2 separate regions of the Triticum aestivum genome follow, and region 2 is linked to region 1. Evidence: chromatin contacts called from public Hi-C data. All regions are on one chromosome and are shown on one strand. Each heading gives the region's core, a stretch centred on a gene start, on an enhancer-like site or on the middle of the called end of the contact. The rest is flanking DNA. Distances are from core to core; before and after follow the strand shown. Region 1 has its middle 160 kb from the start of LOC123079899. Region 2 holds the start of LOC123079902 (serine/threonine-protein kinase SAPK4).

Evidence for each region. A called contact is a pair of places that touch in the nucleus more often than the background predicts.
Region 2: a contact with region 1 is called in a Hi-C map of leaf, with 6 times the contacts expected there. The contact joins the promoter of LOC123079902 here to the enhancer-like site in region 1. A contact is called at or near these places in 3 of 5 Hi-C or Micro-C datasets (all in leaf) and 1 of 1 datasets of contacts at active chromatin or transcription factors (leaf).

What each region holds. Positions count from the first base shown.
Region 1 is chr3D:488,306,389-488,310,068 of IWGSC CS RefSeq v2.1, forward strand. No RefSeq gene overlaps it. Among protein-coding and RNA genes, the nearest start is that of LOC123079899, 160 kb to the left of the region's middle. Within about 2 kb of position 1,998, at least 8 of the 8 cell types and tissues checked have an H3K27ac peak or open chromatin away from gene starts, as enhancers often do. A contact at or near this core is called in leaf, where this site is marked.
Region 2 is chr3D:488,537,524-488,541,203 of IWGSC CS RefSeq v2.1, forward strand. It overlaps LOC123079902 (serine/threonine-protein kinase SAPK4), which reads left to right and starts at 1,555. Exons shown (of 9, transcript XM_044502731.1): 1 at 1,555-1,980; 2 at 2,128-2,202; 3 at 2,692-2,793; 4 at 2,879-2,932; 5 at 3,161-3,253; 6 at 3,340-3,432. The coding sequence starts at 1,861.

The DNA.
Region 1 (3,680 bases), core at 748-3,247:
TTCCTTTCTGTTTTCTTTTTCCTTCTTTTTTTCATTTTCATTTTGACTTTATTTTTTATTATTATTCCTTTTCATTTTCAATTTGCAATCATCTTTCAAAAATCATGATTTTTTAAATTGTGAATAGTTTTTGAAATCATGAACATTTTTCAAATACATGAACATATTTTTGATTTTTGGGAACAACTTTGACAATTTTGTGATTTTTTTTTCAAATTCAGGAACTTTTTTGAAATTTAGTACATTTTTGGAACACATGAATAATTTGTTTGAACAGGCGAACATTTTTCAAATTTGGGATCAATCTTTTGAAATTCAGGAACATTTTTTCATGAACCTTTTTTCATGAACATCTTTTGAGTTCATGAAATTTGGTTTGAATCAGCGAATTTGTTTTTGAATTTTATTAATATTTATTGAAATTTCCATTTTTCCCGAAATTCCTGGACAGTTTTTTTAATATTTTAAAATTTTCTATAAATTGGGGAACATTTTTTTGAAATTCAGGAACATTTTTTGCTTTAGACGAACAATTTTTTGAGTACATAATACTTTTTGAATCAGCGGAAATTTATTGAATTTGTGAACATTTTTTAAATTAGGAATAATATTCGAAATTCCCGAACATATTTTGAATATTGTGAACATTTTTTAGAAATTTATTAACATTTGTTTCTAATTCTTGAACATTTTTTGAATCTATGAATGTTTTTCGAATAGGCGAATTTTCTTTCAAATCATGAACATTTTTTTAATCCGTGAGTATTTATCATTTCCCGAACATGTTTGAAATAACGAACATTTTCTGAATTCACGAACATTTTTTTCATAATTCTTTCCTTGGAATCCGGCACGTAGGGCGTCAAATAGGAGCTCTCATGACACGCACAAATCGAGAAAGGAAATCTCATCCTGCTTTTTGCTTACCAATCTGCTGCCAGGGCACGGCACGCGCGCACACGTCAAGCCGGGGTCTCGCCATATACACTGGACGCAAGCCCACTGGTACGGAAGATGTATCCCTGGCCGCCAAAGTTTGTTTTTGCTCAAAAAAAAAAATCTGCCAAAGTTGTTGCGCCAAACTAAAATTAAAGAGCAAAAAGCCACGCGAAAATTAACAGATATATTGTCACGGGCAGAATGCAAATATATAACTAGGAACCAATAATTGAGATCCCATAACTCATACAGCGCTGATAATATATAGGCCCCAACTAAAAGGCGGCCTTTGTATCTAGTCTAGCGAGGAGGGCCCCTGATGAATCATTTCATGCATCAGCTGGACTAGTTGAAAAGACATTATATACAATATAAGATATGCTATCCTGATCTATGGGTACAACCAGAAAAGGAACAATCCCAAATCTAAGCTAACGTCTGCCCGACGATGATGATTCTCAAGCCCAAGCTGCATGCTATGCCAGCCAGAGAGAATGACAGACTAGCACTATAAGAACTATAAGAAATATACAAATCAACAAAAGCAAGAGAATAATAATAATAGTGTACATATGATATCAGCTTAACTGTTCTTAGGTGTTGGTTGGCTTTCGAGGGGCCAGGCTTCAATTTTGCAAGCAAGCTAGCTAGTAGATAGTTGCAGTACTAGATTAGATAGCTTCTTTTCCCCCAGGGTGGTTCAGGAACTGGTTGTTTTGTACTCCATACATACGTATACCTTACGTATTGTGTACAACTTATACATGCCTGATGTGAAGTTTAGTTTGGTGCTAGTATATGTTGCGGTCCTGCAGCTAGCTGCGCATGCACGCTGGATCGTTGCCGAGGTATCACGGCTTCGGTCGTGAATACGATCATTAGCAGATTATTATTAGTTAATTAATCGCATAGTTTAAGGTGAGGAATTGACGGGCAGTCATGCTCAAGCTATCCATTAACAGAATCTCTTAAGCTGCCGTTGTCCCATCATAATCGTACTGTTCGTATGTGAGGTGTACGCTGTGGCCCATGCCTCACATGGCCACGACGACAAACGAATGGCCTGGCCGGCCCCACAGGGATATGGCGCATTAATTGATTCTCAGAGGTGTCTTCGCGGTAGCACACGTACACAGAAGCTCCTGGATTAATTAACGGCTCGCTTTCATCAGGAAGCTAAACAAAGTTGGAGTACTGTATAATGTATTAACTGTGATTTGACAGGGAGAAATGCATGTCACCATCGGGTACCCTTCTCTGCGTGAACGCGTACGCTTGTGTGTGGGGTCGTGGGTTTTTACCGTGGAGCGTCGTATACTCGTGACCTTGTGAAATTACTACATTAATGAGGAGACGACGTACGCCGGCACAGTGTGCTACTCTCTTTTTTTGCTGGGTACAGTGTACAACTCGACACGTCCACGCAGAGCTACGTATTTCTAGTAGGACACATTCTCTCTCAAAGGAAAAAAAATGTACTGTGAATTAACCGCATCGGATCGTGCAATCTTGGTTTATAAAAACTATATTTTGGTGAATTCTGTCGAGGATCACATGTCATGCGCCCTCTACCGGGTTCTGCATCTTGGCGTGCAGCGTGACCGCTGCGTACGGTACGTGCAGGTGGCCGGGGCCTTTGCCTTGGCTGCCTGCCAAAATCCACGTAGCCAGCCGGACAAGAGACAGTGTGGCCAACTAGCCACGTCGATCCACCCATCCACCTGCTGGTGTCCCGTGGGCCGCGGGCCACGTGGGCGGGTCGGAGTGCCACGCGGGCGGGTCGGATTCCAGCCCGGGCGCTCATCGTCACGCCTTGTCGTTTCTACCGTGGCACATGGCCTACGTACATGTGGCTTGGAGCCAGTAGCTAGCTTCACCCCTACGAAAGTGCTGTCCAGATTACTTATATTTTGCTCGTCGTACATTCATACACGCACACGTATTCGGTTTGCAAACTCAGCACAAGATTAATTTACCATAGCATTTTTCGAATTTTAAACCGACCAGGTACTGGTATCTTAAGTGCGGTGCCGACTTGCTAGATGCTCGGTAGACCTCAACATCTACATCAGAGTGAGTAGATATTTCCGTGGAAAAACAATAGAGTAAAGTAGATATTTGCGTCGTCACGTCACGGTCGTACGTCGCGGCAACCACTAAACCGTTGCTTATATAGACTAATAATTTCTTGACTTCAGTCGACGGCAGGGCGGGTAAGAGGACACGCAATTTGAACGTTAAAAAAAAAATCATGCATCGCAAGGCGAGAACTGTCACGCTTGTGAAGGGCAGGCCGCGTGCGTGCCGCCGATCTTCGTTCGTGCACTAGGGTCTAGGGTCAGCACTGTTGATTTGTTCGTGCGAAACAGTGGGCTAGGCCAGAGACAGGATACGGCGCCACATGCACTTGTTTCCTGCTTGCTTGAGAAGAAGAAAGGAAGACAAAACCTATGGTATAGCATGGCTTGATCTGATCTCTGATATGAATCTCTGTCCCTGGTTTTGCACTGTTTTCTGCAGCCGGATTATTAGGCTGGACCCCGAAGTCTCCGAGCCGGATCGTATCCTCGCGCCAACGAATCAAATCCCTATCCTGCTGGCTCCAATTACCGCCACAGTGCACCCGTCTCCTCTCACCTTGCGTTGCACCCAAATCCTCCGGGTTAGTTCATGCATCCGCCGCATATATTCTTCGGTTCGGACTTCCAAGATATTTCGCCTTGAGATGGTTCGAACCCGCG
Region 2 (3,680 bases), core at 305-2,804, 230 kb after region 1:
CAATAAGCGAGAAGGGTGGCTCTAGCCCTAATCCGATATTCCAACATCCAAAATGAGAAAACCAATTAGGAGCAAAAGCAAAAAGGATGACGCTAGCTCTCGACTAGGCATCCAAAAAACATAAAACAGTTAGGAGCAAATGTATATGGGTGACGCTAAAGGAAAGGTGTGTTTTGTTACATAATGCATGGTTCCCATTTTTTGGGTTGTCAACGTGGATTTAGTGGTGTCTATTAGTTTTGTCGATGTGTTTTCCTCAAGCTGCAGCCAACCGATTGAGGTTCCTTTGTGGTGTAGTGACCCACGTGTCGATGGTTTACAGAAGTAGCGGTTTGCGTGCTTCTGTTGACCGTCATGGTGGTTGTTGGACTTTGGTGTCTGGGAGTAGTCTGCATGCCTTGTGCGCTTGTTGCTTGTTTGAATTTTATGGTCAAGTTTGCAATGCCTTGTGTGGTGGTAGTTTGTATTTTATGAGCTAATGGTGTTAAGTGTTATCAGATTTCAAAACTATTCAGCACTATGCCTGTGAATTTGGGATGCCAGCTACGATCATGTAAAGCCTCACTTGATGTTATCTTTTCATGTTTTAGTAATGGTTAGCTTTGAAGTCTTTGGACCTGGGCAAAATCACGGGACTCCTCGAGGGGTTTTCTCATAAGTTTGGCTGAGCTCTTCCTACGCCCGTTGGATCCGTGATCCAACGACCCGGGAGCTCCAGTAGCATGAAATCATGGAGGGTTGGAAGCACATGAGGGCATGTCCAACGCAGGCGCTAAAGGAGAGGCGCCAGGATTAATTTTCCTGTCAATCGACAGTTAGCACGCCTATTCCCAGCCTACTCCCAGCGCCCGACGCCGCATCGATGCAAAGAAAGGCATTGAGCGCTTGGCTATTTTCTTGCCGCGCGAGTAAAGAAACGAACGCGGGGCCTCCGTATATTAGAGCATGTCATTAGCGCCTTGCGTTGGAGGATAAAGCTCCTAGCTCTTTTTCAATTTTCTGCTATTTATTTTTTCACCGTAAGCGCCCTGCGTAAGAGTCTACCATTGTAGATGCCCTGATACTCTCCCCCCTACAACTACAATATTACTACCCAGTTCACAAAATCAGCCGGCTAAGATAACACAAAGATACGATAAAGTAAAGCCGGCATGCGACGCTGTGATCTGATTAGTACAGCATTAATTATACCCAGTGGGATCATTCCTTCGATGGAAACAGGTAGGGTATTCATAGCAGCAGGATACCAAATGGATGTTTTCCCGTTTTTCCCCTCCGGGATATTTTTCCGCCGATCAAACAGCGCAAGCTCCAGCAGGAGAGAACCATTTTGGACACATCGAAACGAATCCAGCGGCGAACAGGAACCAGCCAGGCAGGCGGCAGGCAAGCGGGGTCCGCGCGCCACGGTGCGTGACGCGGACCCGCCGACGGCGTGGCCCACCGGGCAGCCCCTCCGCCCACTCCACCTCCCCACCCCCCTCCCGCCTGGCTCCTCCTCCACCTCGCTGGCCGCGCCCCTCCCCCCCTGGGTATATAATCCTCCCCGCGACACACGCCCACGCACCGCCCCCACACACGCGCCACCGCAGACGCAACCCGCGGCACGGCCCGGAACCAACCTACCGACCCAACGAACGAGGCACGGCGCGAGCCCCCACCGCACCGCACCCTTCCGCAGCCTCGCCTCGCCTCGCGCCCTTCCGCCGCCGCTGCCGTGCCCTCCGTTCCGCGGCTCCGGCCGGCAGGCAGGCCGTCGTGGGTCCCACGGGGATCGTGCGCGCGAGGGAGGAGGCCGAGGGGCAGGGGCAGGGGGGCGCTGCCGGCGACGCGCGGGGGGCGGACGGAGGGAGGGAGGGGATGGAGAAGTACGAGGCGGTGCGGGACATCGGGTCGGGCAACTTCGGGGTGGCGCGGCTGATGCGCAACCGCGAGACCCGCGAGCTCGTCGCCGTCAAGTGCATCGAGCGCGGCCACCGGGTTCGTTCCTTTGTTTTCTTCCCCCGTCTTCTCCGTTTATTTATTTTTGTTTGTACTACTACATACATGGAGGAGCAATTGGGCTGGTGGCTTGCTTGTCCGGTGGGAGGTGGATTAATTGCCGTTTTGGGGATCTGTGCCCTGCAGATTGACGAGAATGTCTACAGGGAGATCATCAACCACCGCTCGCTGCGCCACCCCAACATCATCCGCTTCAAGGAGGTTCGTGCAAAAATTCGTCCACATGGCCCAATTCTCTCTCTGTTTTTTAAAACAAAATTTTCGCGTTTCTGAACACAAATCGTTTGGTGTTTACGGGGTAGGAATGGCGCGGATGATTTTTTTTCCCTGTAAAAAATTCTCTTAACTGCATGTGGCGAGGAATCTTCGATTGCTACCTAATGTTTGATACCTCCCTTCCTTTTCCCCCTTTCCTGATTTCGCTTTACACAAGCCCCCCCTGTATATTTGTGTGGTTTGGGCATGGATTCTCATGTTACACATGCATGTCGCTGAGAGACACCTTCTCCGTGGCAATTATTCACCTGAAACATGAAGGCATATCTTTCTGTTTGCATTGTAATAGCACAAACTTTTGATGGGAGAAGGAATCAGATTGTGCTTTTAGCTTTATTATTTACTTGTTCCTTATCACAACCACGCGTCCACACACATGATTTTAATTAGTTGTTCTGGGGAAAAATTCTCCAGGTGGTACTGACGCCAACAAATCTTATGATTGTCATGGAGTTCGCAGCAGGTGGGGAGCTGTTTGAGCGAATCTGTGATCGTGGGCGCTTCAGTGAGGATGAGGTCTCGTGATTTATTCCTCAAATTTATAATCTTATTATGGATTTGGGTGGAAGAGCAATACTTAATCTGGTTTTGCTTCACGCAGGCAAGGTATTTCTTTCAGCAGTTGATCTGTGGTGTGAGCTACTGCCATCACATGGTACGGACACGCAAGCAAGAGTATTGTTATAATAATTTACATCCAAATCAGCTGCCCACTTTCCTTAAGCACAAATGACTAGTGTGCCTAGTGTTTCACCTTTCAAGTTTCTTTTATGTTTCACGGCCGGTTTCACTGTTAACGTTCTGCAGTCTTATGTATGAGCCAAGATCTAGTGTACTGTATTTCTATTAACTTGATTCTCGGGACAATCTTGTCATATACCAGCAAATATGCCATAGAGATTTGAAGCTGGAGAATGTTCTCTTGGATGGCAGTGCAGCTCCACGGCTCAAAATATGTGATTTTGGCTACTCCAAGGTTGTCCCTGAACCCACGTTTCGAACCTTTAAGTTATCGATGTCTGTAAATTCTCACAGAAACTGTTCTACCCATTTCTGGATCAGTCATCAGTACTGCATTCAAGGCCCAAATCAGCAGTGGGGACGCCAGCATATATTGCACCAGAGGTGCTATCCCGCCGGGAGTATGATGGAAAGGTGAGTTTGTATTTTTTTTATTGTTTTGCATTTACCGTATCTGGTTTCTGTTAGTCCTTTGCAAGATAATCTGTTAGGTCATTAGAACAAACCTCGTTTCTAGGCATTGTATGTGCAAATATCTTTTTCATCTTGTGGTTTCCACATGTATAATATAGTATGCAAGTTTTACTCATGATTTTGCTGAAAGTTACAAGTATTTGGGCATTTCGCCAAGCCTTTCTGAGTGGTTAAATAGCCGGTGCCTT